Linked DNA regions of Mus musculus: regions 2 and 3 are each linked to region 1. A link is a contact called in public HiChIP or PLAC-seq data. All regions are on one chromosome and are shown on one strand. The core of a region is the stretch at or near the end of the contact, and the rest is flanking DNA. Distances in the headings are between cores, read along the strand shown.

Region 1 (3,285 bases), core at 306-2,805:
GAGAGAGGTCAGAGAGAGGGAGAGACAGAGGGGTAAAGAAAGAGACAAAGAGAGATCTATAAGATGATAGACAGAGAAAGAAAGTGTGAGTAGTGGAAGGGAATAAGATCAGATGAAACCTGTAAAGATATGTCACCTGTTTTGTGTGACAAGCTTCTCACCCTCTTCTCACCAGTCTCCCATCCAAGCTATGGGCTGCTGGTGGGCACAGGACATATGCTTGTGAGCACAAATGGAACCACAATCTCGGGCAGCTTGTGAAGTCCAGCATCCCTCAGGTACAAAATAACTGACAAGACCCATCATTCAAATCAGTAGACGCAGTATATAAAAGTGATTGAGCCTTGCTTTAAAATAAAAGAACTATACAAGATATGAACGAAAAATTGTGATCATATTTCGCATCTACCTAAGAACTCATGGCAAATTCCTTCGAGGGGCAGACCCCTTCTGCTATATTCTTTTTGTTTGTTTGTTTGTTTTGTTTTGTTTTGTTTCTTGAGACAGGGTTTCTCTGTATAGCCCTGGATGTCCTGGAACTCACTTTGTAGACCAGGCTGGCCTCGAACTCAGAAATCCACCTGCCTCTGCCTCCCAAATGCTGGGATTAAAGGTGTGAGCCACCACACCCGTTTTTGTTTTTGTTTTTGTTTTTGTTTTTTCCTGCTAAATTCTGATTCCTTCCAGTTCATTAAAACTTCATAAGTGTGCAGTGTTACAGCGATACGTCGAGGAGGTTGGCACTTCTACAGTTGTGATAAGCCACTGTTGTTTTAATAGTTATTCAAAGATATGTTTTAATCTCACCAATTCAACATACTAGCTTTGAATGAAAGACATGGAAATTGCCGGTGAGTTTTAGGAGCCAAGGGTGGGGACAGATCATATGGGTGGTGTTCTTGCCTATGCCACAGCAGATTATAAACTATCACCTTCTCTTGCCTTCTGCAGAGCCCATTTCCCTTAGAACAGTGCTGGTATGCTAGTAACTTTTGGGGGGGGGGGGCGGAAGGGGGTTCGATGCAGGGTTTCTCTGTAACTCTTCTCATCAGCATAGCCAAGCATGACAGAGCAATGGACGGAGGAGAGGATTGTTTGGCCTCACATTTTCTGATGTCCAGACCACCACGGTAGAGAAGGCATGGGAGCTGAAGGGACTCCAGCCAAACAGTAGGAGCTTGAGCCATCATGGCATGCTCATATCTTAGCAAGTTAGGAAGCAGGGAGCTCTGATCCAGGTATCTTCAAGGTCTGACCCCAGGGACTTACTTCTGCAAGCTAGGCCATGGTCTCAAAGACTCCACACAGCACTACCAGTTGAAGGGTCCAAGTGCTCAAACCCACGAACCTGTGGAGTACATCCCAAGTTCAAGCTATAACAGCTTTGGAAGCAAGCAGAAGTTATTTCTCATGATTTAAACTTGAGAAAATACACCTAGACAATTTCATAAGCCTGTGATTCAACAGAATAACCAGACATGTACTAGAACACTGGAGGTATCAGCCTGTCCTTTAGCACAGTAACAAGACTCACTAGAGCATTGTAATTATGCGTCTGCCATGAAACTTCTCATTCTAGTAAGAATTAGCAGGAAGAGACCACACCCCTTATGCATACAGTGCAGACTGACTGATTCATTCTCTCTCTCTCTCTCTCTCTCTCTCTCTCTCTCTCTCTCTCTCTGTCTCTCTTTCACACACACACACACACATACACACACACACACACACACACACACATACACACACACATACACACATGCACACACATACACACACACACATACACACACATACACACACACATACACACACACACATACACACACACACACACACACACACACACACACACACAAGCATGATAGCATTATTTAGTTGGTGCAGTCAGCTTGCTCTTCAGACATGAAGGCACACTGCAGAGAGAATGGCTCTCCCTGGCCTCTCTGTGGTGGCATATAGAGACACCAGAGGCACTGTTCTCTGTGTCCATTCAGTCTTAGGTACTCTCCCTCCCTTGATCACTTCCTCTTAGGTGACTCACTCAAATTCCGGGCCCCATTAAATTGTGTAACGAATTTGACCATTCCCCTCTTTCAAAGCTTCTCTCATTCTTTGTCCGTTTTGGGCATCTATGGTCAGGACTTAACACTGCTGCTCAGACTTACTGTCTCCTGTTGGTGGGTTAGTAGACAACGAAGGACATGGACAGTGTGTGCTCAGCTGCAAGGACTCCAGTTGAGCATCTTTCTATTCCTTGGAGAAAATATTCACTACTGTTATCTTGCTTTAGTCATGTTGGCAGTGAGTCACACTGAGGAAGTATTACCCTAATGGGGATGGTGAAGGTTTAAAAGTACAGCGGTGTGTTTGAGCTCTGACCACTTGCAAGTATGGAAATGACTCTGTAGGAGGGACTTTGATCTCTATCGTATCAGGGCCAAATGTTTTCTTATAGAAATTTTGTGTGTTAAAAGCCAAAATAGACAAGAAGAACCTCACTGGAGTTATTTTTGTTCTCACTGGTTTCCATTTCTATTTTAATATCTCTTTAAAGTCAGTGTTTGCATATTTTAGGCAAGCCATGGCAGAATGAAATAAAGAGCAGGAAGTGAACAGGTGCATATATTTTGTATCAGTAATGTCTTTTTTTTCTTTTGTCATGAATAGGGAAGTAGCAGCATTTTATTTGTCTATCAAATTTCTACCTCCGTTTTATTTTGAAGCCCATACAATCCCTCCCCAGCATTTAGACCCAGTACACTTCCTGGTGTTTAGCCAGAGCAACACAAGCTGTTCCATGTTTGCACATGTTCAATTGTTTGATGTTAAAGTTCTAACCAGTTCTTGCTTGAGAAGTACAGAGAGCCACCCTTAAGCTTAGTCATGTGCACAGTGTATGGAATGCTTCTTGAATTACACACTCCCAAACTGTAAGGAAGTTGTTGTCCACTTCAGCAAGGAGGGGAACACAGGAAAGAGGCCAAAAATGAATCTATTGAGTCATGTCTCAGCCCCGGGGTTTGTGGCACCACACCACTGCACGAAGCGAAGGAAACTGACAGGGTGGCTGTCACATTTGCAGGTCACTGATCAGCTGTGGTGACTATAAGTCATCATGTATAGGAACTTCTGGTCCCCACCCCATAGGAAACAGCATCTGGTTGCTTTGCCTTTTAGTTTTAGGTTCTCATTGGTATCCAGTGCCCTTTGCTCCCCCCTTTCAATGGTTTTTAAACATGACTACTTTTGATTCCTAATATATTGCAAATTGGAGGAAATGTT
Region 2 (3,274 bases), core at 314-2,813, 160 kb before region 1:
GACCACTACTTGCAGAATTTACTTTCTATGATTTTATTGTGTTCAGTTTCAAGTAAACATATGTAAAATGTTGCAGAGGTTGCTTGGAAACAAGACATTCTAGGGATAAGACATTGGAAAAACATGGTCATGACCAGAGCGAAAACTGCTTGACTCCAGGCGATTTCCGTTGCAATTGACCACTACGAAATTTATCATTATATATGTATATAACAATGCTCAATGGGAAAAAAAAGCAGCCATGGATTTGAAGAGAGCAAGGATGGGTATATAGAAGGGTTCAGAGGGAGAAAAATGAAAGGGGAAGGGATGTAATTATAATCTCAAAACTAAAAGAAATAATTATTAAAAACACAGAATGAAAACTTGACATAGTACATTTGAAAAGAAAAGCTCAAATAGAGAAATGCAGGACATGTCAGAATGCTTAGCCAAGAACTGCAGAAATAGACCATAAATTGCAGGTTGCAACTTGGCTTGCCCGTCTTCATCATTGTTTGTTTGTTTGTTGTGACATTCTTTATCATGCCTTCTCAGAATACAGTGTGATTTCTGAGACAGAACGAGAGAACATCCCAATTTCAAAGTGGAAAAATAATTCTACCAAGTCCAGATTTCAAACCCTCAACCCTTCCTGAGCAGGAAAATGGTTTGGCACAGATGAAGCAGCTGGTCAGTAACCTTCCAAGATTTTCATGACGATTCTCTTGACGCCAGGGGCATTTGGGTCCAGGCACGTTTTTTGTCCATTCTTCAGTGTGGCTCTGCCAAAGAGAAAATGATGGTCTGTGTACAACAGCCTCTCTGTCAGAACAGATCCATGAGGAGGGAGGAAAGAGGAAAAGAGTGGAGAGGGTTTCTATAATGACAATAGCAGAACAAAGAATCAGGGACTTACATCACTTCCACATCAGCACAGTGAACTCCTGGCCTGTACACATTCACAAGGGAGATAGAATTGAATGGGATTCCAGAGATGGTATTCGTACATCTGCAGCGCAGTTCGATATATGGGTCCATGCCATCAGCTACAATGGAGCACAAGTCTTAATTGGTGACTATGCATTATTCTCCTCCCTTTCCTAACTTGTAAATTGAAGGCAATTGCCCCTCTTTCCCACAAACATGGTGAATAGGATCTGTAAACTTTGAATGGCAAAGCTAGCAGATTGTCTTCCATGTAACGAAGTCCTCATAAGTATGTCTTAGAATTCTTAGTCACTACATCCTCCAAACCCAGAAGCACTGATACAATCCATGCACATACCCCAAGCCCCACCATGAGCACCACAAGCCGCTTAGACACATGATGAAGGGAAGCAGCCTTCATACTCATCTTTCCCTGAATTTCTCTTACATTTTCCAGCTGTAAGGGGAGCCAGCGCAACAAGGATCAGGCCCAGCAGCAGCAAGATCTGGAGGTTATGAAGTGGGCAGGCCCTGGTGCAGGACGATGTAGGTCTGAGTCTGAAGCCCATAATGAAGAGCAGTGAGCTAGAACTGTCCCCAGAGCCAGGAGGGAACAACGTGAGGCTGAGCTGCCCAGAACACTGCTGCTATGTTGCTTTATATGCCTCCAGACCTCTTTTTATACTGCCGAAGAGGTGGGGAAGGGGAAGTGAGTGTATGTGGCTCTGTAACCATAAAAGGATGGTCAAGCTGTGTCCAACCCATATCAACCAGACAGGTTAAAAATCCTGCAGAGTTAGCTACCAGTTCTGCATCAGTTCATCCACATTCCTGCTGTTTCTCTCTGGCTCTGATTCATACAGATGCATAGCCCCCGACTTAGAGGTCAGACCTAGGTCAGATCACTGCATTCTCTGTGTGAGCAGGTAGTCACAGGCCACACCTTTTCTACAAAGTAGTTTTGGGGCTTAGTGGACTCTTGAGCATACTTTCAGTCACAAGCCTGTGGTCTTTGAGGAGGAGCTTCTCTACTCCCACCAAATGACAGAGAGAGTTCCTGTGCTGGTTCCTGCTGGGTATCAGAATTTGTAAGGTGTGTGGGGTGAAAAATATTGAGTCACTTAATATGAAGGATTCACTTTGGGTGTGAGTTTATGGGCTTCTCTCTGTCTTCTGAGTAAATTACCTTCTTTTGATTTTATCCAAATATGTAAATAAAAATTTCTTTATGTAAGAAATTACTTGTTTCTACTGTATGAGTGTACAAAAATATCAAGATCAACTTATTTGTTGTCTCTTTTATTTTTAATGAAATATTCATACACTCTAGGCATATGAAAATTAAATATGCCCCTTTCCCTTCACAGTTACTCCACACTACTGCTTTTCAATGGTAGCCATCTGTAGCTACCATTGCCAAGTAAAAGTTTGGCATTTCTATTGTAGATGCATTTATATGTATATATTTATGGAGACACACATTAACCACAGATGCACAGGAAGATCGCGCTGTACAGAAGCACGAGTCTATAGGAGTCGCTGGTTTACACATCTTCTAAAACTCAGAGGGAAATGGAAAGAATTTTTAACATTATTCACAAGCTTCCCATTTCTGGCCACCACAAACAACTCTCCCCATTCTTGACAGTATTTATGGGCTTCACTGTACATTTTTCTCCATGTTTAACGCCACTTAAACTTTTTTTCCGTGTTCAATTGTTAAGGTTACTCTAGTTCTTTGAGAGGAACTGTATAAAGTATCTTAGGTGCAAGGAACACTCAGTGTACAACAAGCTGGCTTCAAACTCACAGTGTTTCTCAACCTGTGGGTTTTGACCTTTTGAGGGTCAAACAACCCATTCACAGAGTCACATATCAGATATCCTGCATAATAATATATAATTACATTGTAATCATAAAAGTGGCAAAATTGCAGTTATGAAGTTGCAATGAAAATAATTTTATGATTAGGGGTCACCACTACACGAGGAACTGAGTTAAAGGGTCACAGCATTAGAAAGGCTGAGAACCACTGCTCTATAGCCTAGGATAGCTTTGAATATAGGCTCCTCCTCTCCCCCCCCTCCAGTTTCCCAAGTGCTAAGACTGCAGGCATGCCCCATGATGACCTGCTTTAAGTCAATCAATAAATGCATCTTGTCACAAAGAAGACATTGTCAGCAAGGTTCAGAAGGAGGTATCAACAAATTAATTGTCATGTAAAATTTACAGGCTTTATTAGTCAGCCTTTAGATAAAACAACTATTTGGTAGTTTCTGTTTACTCAAAAAATATTAAATAACAAATATGCTCCAGACTTTATAAAATTCTTATGTGACTTATTCATTTAACTTTTTCTTTCTCA
Region 3 (3,425 bases), core at 185-2,684, 220 kb before region 1:
AAGCTCATAAAAATGCAACCATTAGAAGTTGGGCTCCTGGGATTTCAGCAAGGAACAAGCACTCTGTCTGGAACTGGGCAATGGACTGTTTTATGTTCTAGAAAATTATCTGGCCATTTTCTTCCTATTTCCTGATGGACAAATTTTGTGGGGGAAATTGCAGGGCAGTATAGCATTCAGGCTGTGGCATGGGGTACCGCCCAATGCCTTTAGTTAGAGACCCAGAAAAAAAGGGTAAGAAGCAGAACACATTTAAAGACTATGCAGTTCTCTAAGGGAAGAAACGTGAGTGAAATTAATGTTGGAACCAGGCTGAGGATCACTGCTAGAGATCGGCACTATTGTACAGAATCCCTCACTTTTTATTTTTAACCAGGATATTAGGGGGAAAAAGAAACACCTACTGTCCCTACTCACTGAAAGTTACCGCATATAAAGTTGAAAAACATTTGATAAACATTTCTTTGAAAAGCATTTGATAAACATTTGTTTTGATGGGAGACTGCCAGAAAAGATCAAGATCATCAGCATGTAGCAGAACCCCTGTCAGAATTGTATTTTATTACCAAGACAAAAATTCAGAGAAGCTCAATAGCTCACCAGGGTCAGAAAACTCAAAGCTTAAGTTTTCAAGTCAAGTCTCCATCCACTACGTCTTCTGGATGCACAGTGTTCTCGCCAAGTTTTTGTCAACTTGACACAAACTAGAGACAACTGGGAAAAGAGAACCTCAATTAGGAAATTTTCTCCTTTAAATTAGTCTCTAAGCATGTTTGTGGGTTCGTTTATTGATTAATCATTGATCTAGGAGGGCCGGCCCACTGTGGCAGTACCACTCCTGGGCAGGTGGTTCTGGGCTCTGTAAGACAGCTAGCTGAGCAAGCCCTGGGGAGCAAGCCAGTGAGGAACAGCCTCTATGCCTGTGCTTCAGTTCCTCCTCAAAGTCCTTGAGTTCCCGCCATGCTCTCCCTTGACGATGGACTGTCATGTGCAACTATAAGCTAAATATACCCTTGCCCTACCCAAGACGCTTTCAGTCATTGTTTTAACACCATGGAGAGAAGCAAACCAATACACAAGGTTGGCAGAAGTGTGAGAAGCAGATGCACTATATCCATGCAGTACCGCTAACTGAGATTCCCAAAGTGTCTGCTGACACCCAGGCGCCAGCAGCCAGGCAGGCCAATTTAAGGAAAGGACATCTGGCTTTCTGACAACAGTGGCACCTATGTCCTTGCCTCTGAATAAGTGTTGCAGTAACAAAGCATACACAATTGCTTGTAATTTTAAAACAACAATTCCAGATGTCTGTGTCTACGAAACATGGAGAACAAGCCTTTTGAATTCTTTAGTTCCCAGAGTAGCAACCACAAGCCTTTCCCCAGCCCCCTTTCTTTTTCTTTCTTGAGCCAAGAATATGATCTGGTACACAAACTCGTTTCAAAAGTATGCCTAATCTTTCCACTGCATGCTTGCGGTTAGAGATTTGCCTCATACTCCACACAAACTCAGCCAAGAGTTTAACAGTTCGAAGAAAAGTCTCCGTGTAACAGTAAATAAGCCTGTGTAAAACAGAGGGGGAGTACGCAGTCAGGAGTGAGACACCCCTACTCTCAGCCTGCATCGGCCAGTATCACACACACACACACACACACACCCCACAGCGACTGTTTGCACTTACATTTAAGTCAAACCAAAACAAAGCTTCAGATCCTGAACTGGTCTGCTTGCACTTTCGGGAGGCAGCAGCTAAGTGTTCCATGGCTACTGTCTGAGAGCGAAGGTCTGATAAGCCCATCTGTCACTGATATAAACTTAATTGGACAACTTTGCTCTGCACGGCCACTCTCAAGCTTTAAAACAAAACAAAACAAAACAAAACTCAAAGTGACTTTGAATTTTTAAAACTAACCAAGGGACCCTAGAACCCCACTTTCAGAACGTAGGCTATCTGCATTTATATTTACTGAATGACAAATTAAGACTGGAAAATTTTCTACTAGCTTCTAAGACACTGACATCTTCACACATGATACCACTGGAGCACTCCTGTGGTGAGCCAGGAAAACATCTTCACAGAGTTATGAGACTCTTTCGGCCTCATAGATGCTCTGAAGGTGTCTTGGCATCTCCTGGGACCCCAGACCTCATTTTGAGAACGCTTATCTAAGATACCCCTGGCTCCCATTTACCTCCAAATGCACATGGTGCTGCTTTTGCTCAAAGGTTCCACCAGACTTCCAGAGTTTGTGAAAGTAAAAATGCAACAACCACCTTATGTATCCAAGCCAGGCTCTTCTGAGAGGAACTGAAAAAATGAAATCTCAGCAACTACTGCTTGAAATAAGGCCCAGTGTGTTCTGAGGAACGTGTTACTATGGCTTACATGCAGCTTAATGACTGCCGTTTGACCCTAGTGGGTTTTCCTAACGTGTATGGAAATTACATGCCAGCCTCAGACAATGACCGGACATTTACACTTGCACCATGCCAACAGTGGTTGTATTTCCACAGAGTCAGCGTGCTGGAAAGGAACCCACCAAAGGCCAGTGTGCAGAATAGATCACGAGTGCCAAAACTATCCAGGTCTCAAGACTGACAAAGATCCATCAGAATTATTCCACAATGATTGATTTAAGGTTATGTACATCACAGGTTTGTTTAGCGTGGCCCTGAAAACACACGAAGACTGTGCAATGTCACACATTGCATTCTGAGTCTTCAGGGTGAATACCCTATTGATATGCTTTTCCTTCAAGAATCAATCACGGGATAAAATAAGGCTTCCCACTTGGCTTACATTTTCCCAACATATTGTTTTGTATAATTATGTATGATGTAGAAAAAAATGAGCTACTACTGTTTTATAACTTACAAGTCTTTTACATGTATTGTTTCCAATTTTGTGTTTTCATGGGGTTTCTGTGTACATGAACTTGTGTGACTCCACATCTATATGTGTTTTAATGCCTTTTCTTTAGCTCCTTTTCTTCTGTCTGTATGTATGTTTTTATCTTATTTTACTATTATTTTCTAGATGCCTGCTTTCTAATGAGAGAAAGAAAGGCCGTGGATTTGGGTGGGATCCCAAAGGAGAGGGAGAGGATCTGGGAGACTCTGAGGGGAAAGACAACCATAATCAGATAATAATACAAGGGAAAAGAAAATGTAGCTTCAATTTTAAAAATTCAGAGCTATGGACCCCTGTCCCAGTAGACACACCTGCAAACCTCTCCTGCGCCTGAGGCTCAGGGATTGCTTCAGAAGAGGGAGCAGAAAGACTAAGAGCCAAAGAGCAGTTTACTGTGTAGTTGTGTCTTTTAGGAATGTCAGAGCTCTATCATAAAGTTTGGCCTCCCTTCTGCTTTCAAGATTCAATAGTCTGAAGTATATAATATTGTGCCTTCTTTTATCCATTAATTAAC

The links. HiChIP or PLAC-seq counts read pairs in DNA pulled down with a chosen protein or histone mark.
Region 2: a contact with region 1 is called in a FOXA1 HiChIP or PLAC-seq map of pancreatic cancer cells. The contact joins the promoter of Ppbp here to the enhancer-like site in region 1. A contact is called at or near these places in 4 of 39 promoter capture datasets (the 3T3-L1 cell line, the C10 cell line and macrophages), 5 of 484 Hi-C or Micro-C datasets (ECoMG-derived neutrophils, bone marrow-derived macrophages, embryonic fibroblasts and 2 more), 1 of 115 datasets of contacts at active chromatin or transcription factors (pancreatic cancer cells) and 2 of 9 other capture datasets (adipose tissue and liver).
Region 3: a contact with region 1 is called in a FOXA1 HiChIP or PLAC-seq map of pancreatic cancer cells. The contact joins two enhancer-like sites. A contact is called at or near these places in 1 of 115 datasets of contacts at active chromatin or transcription factors (pancreatic cancer cells) and 1 of 9 other capture datasets (liver).

The regions. Positions count from the first base shown.
Region 1 is chr5:90,611,256-90,614,540 of GRCm38.p6, reverse strand. The region is part of intron 4 of Rassf6 (Ras association (RalGDS/AF-6) domain family member 6); the gene reads left to right. Among named protein-coding and RNA genes, the nearest start is that of Rassf6, 28 kb to the left of the region's middle. Within about 2 kb of position 1,555, at least 108 of the 459 cell types and tissues checked have an H3K27ac peak or open chromatin away from gene starts, as enhancers often do. A contact at or near this core is called in bone marrow-derived macrophages, embryonic fibroblasts and pancreatic cancer cells, where this site is marked.
Region 2 is chr5:90,766,807-90,770,080 of GRCm38.p6, reverse strand. It overlaps Ppbp (pro-platelet basic protein), which reads right to left and starts at 1,563. Exons shown (of 3, transcript NM_023785.3): 1 at 1,358-1,563; 2 at 899-1,028; 3 at 18-764. The coding sequence starts at 1,478. The coding sequence ends at 674.
Region 3 is chr5:90,830,685-90,834,109 of GRCm38.p6, reverse strand. No RefSeq gene overlaps it. Among named protein-coding and RNA genes, the nearest start is that of Cxcl15, 38 kb to the right of the region's middle. Within about 2 kb of position 1,434, at least 62 of the 459 cell types and tissues checked have an H3K27ac peak or open chromatin away from gene starts, as enhancers often do. A contact at or near this core is called in pancreatic cancer cells, where this site is marked.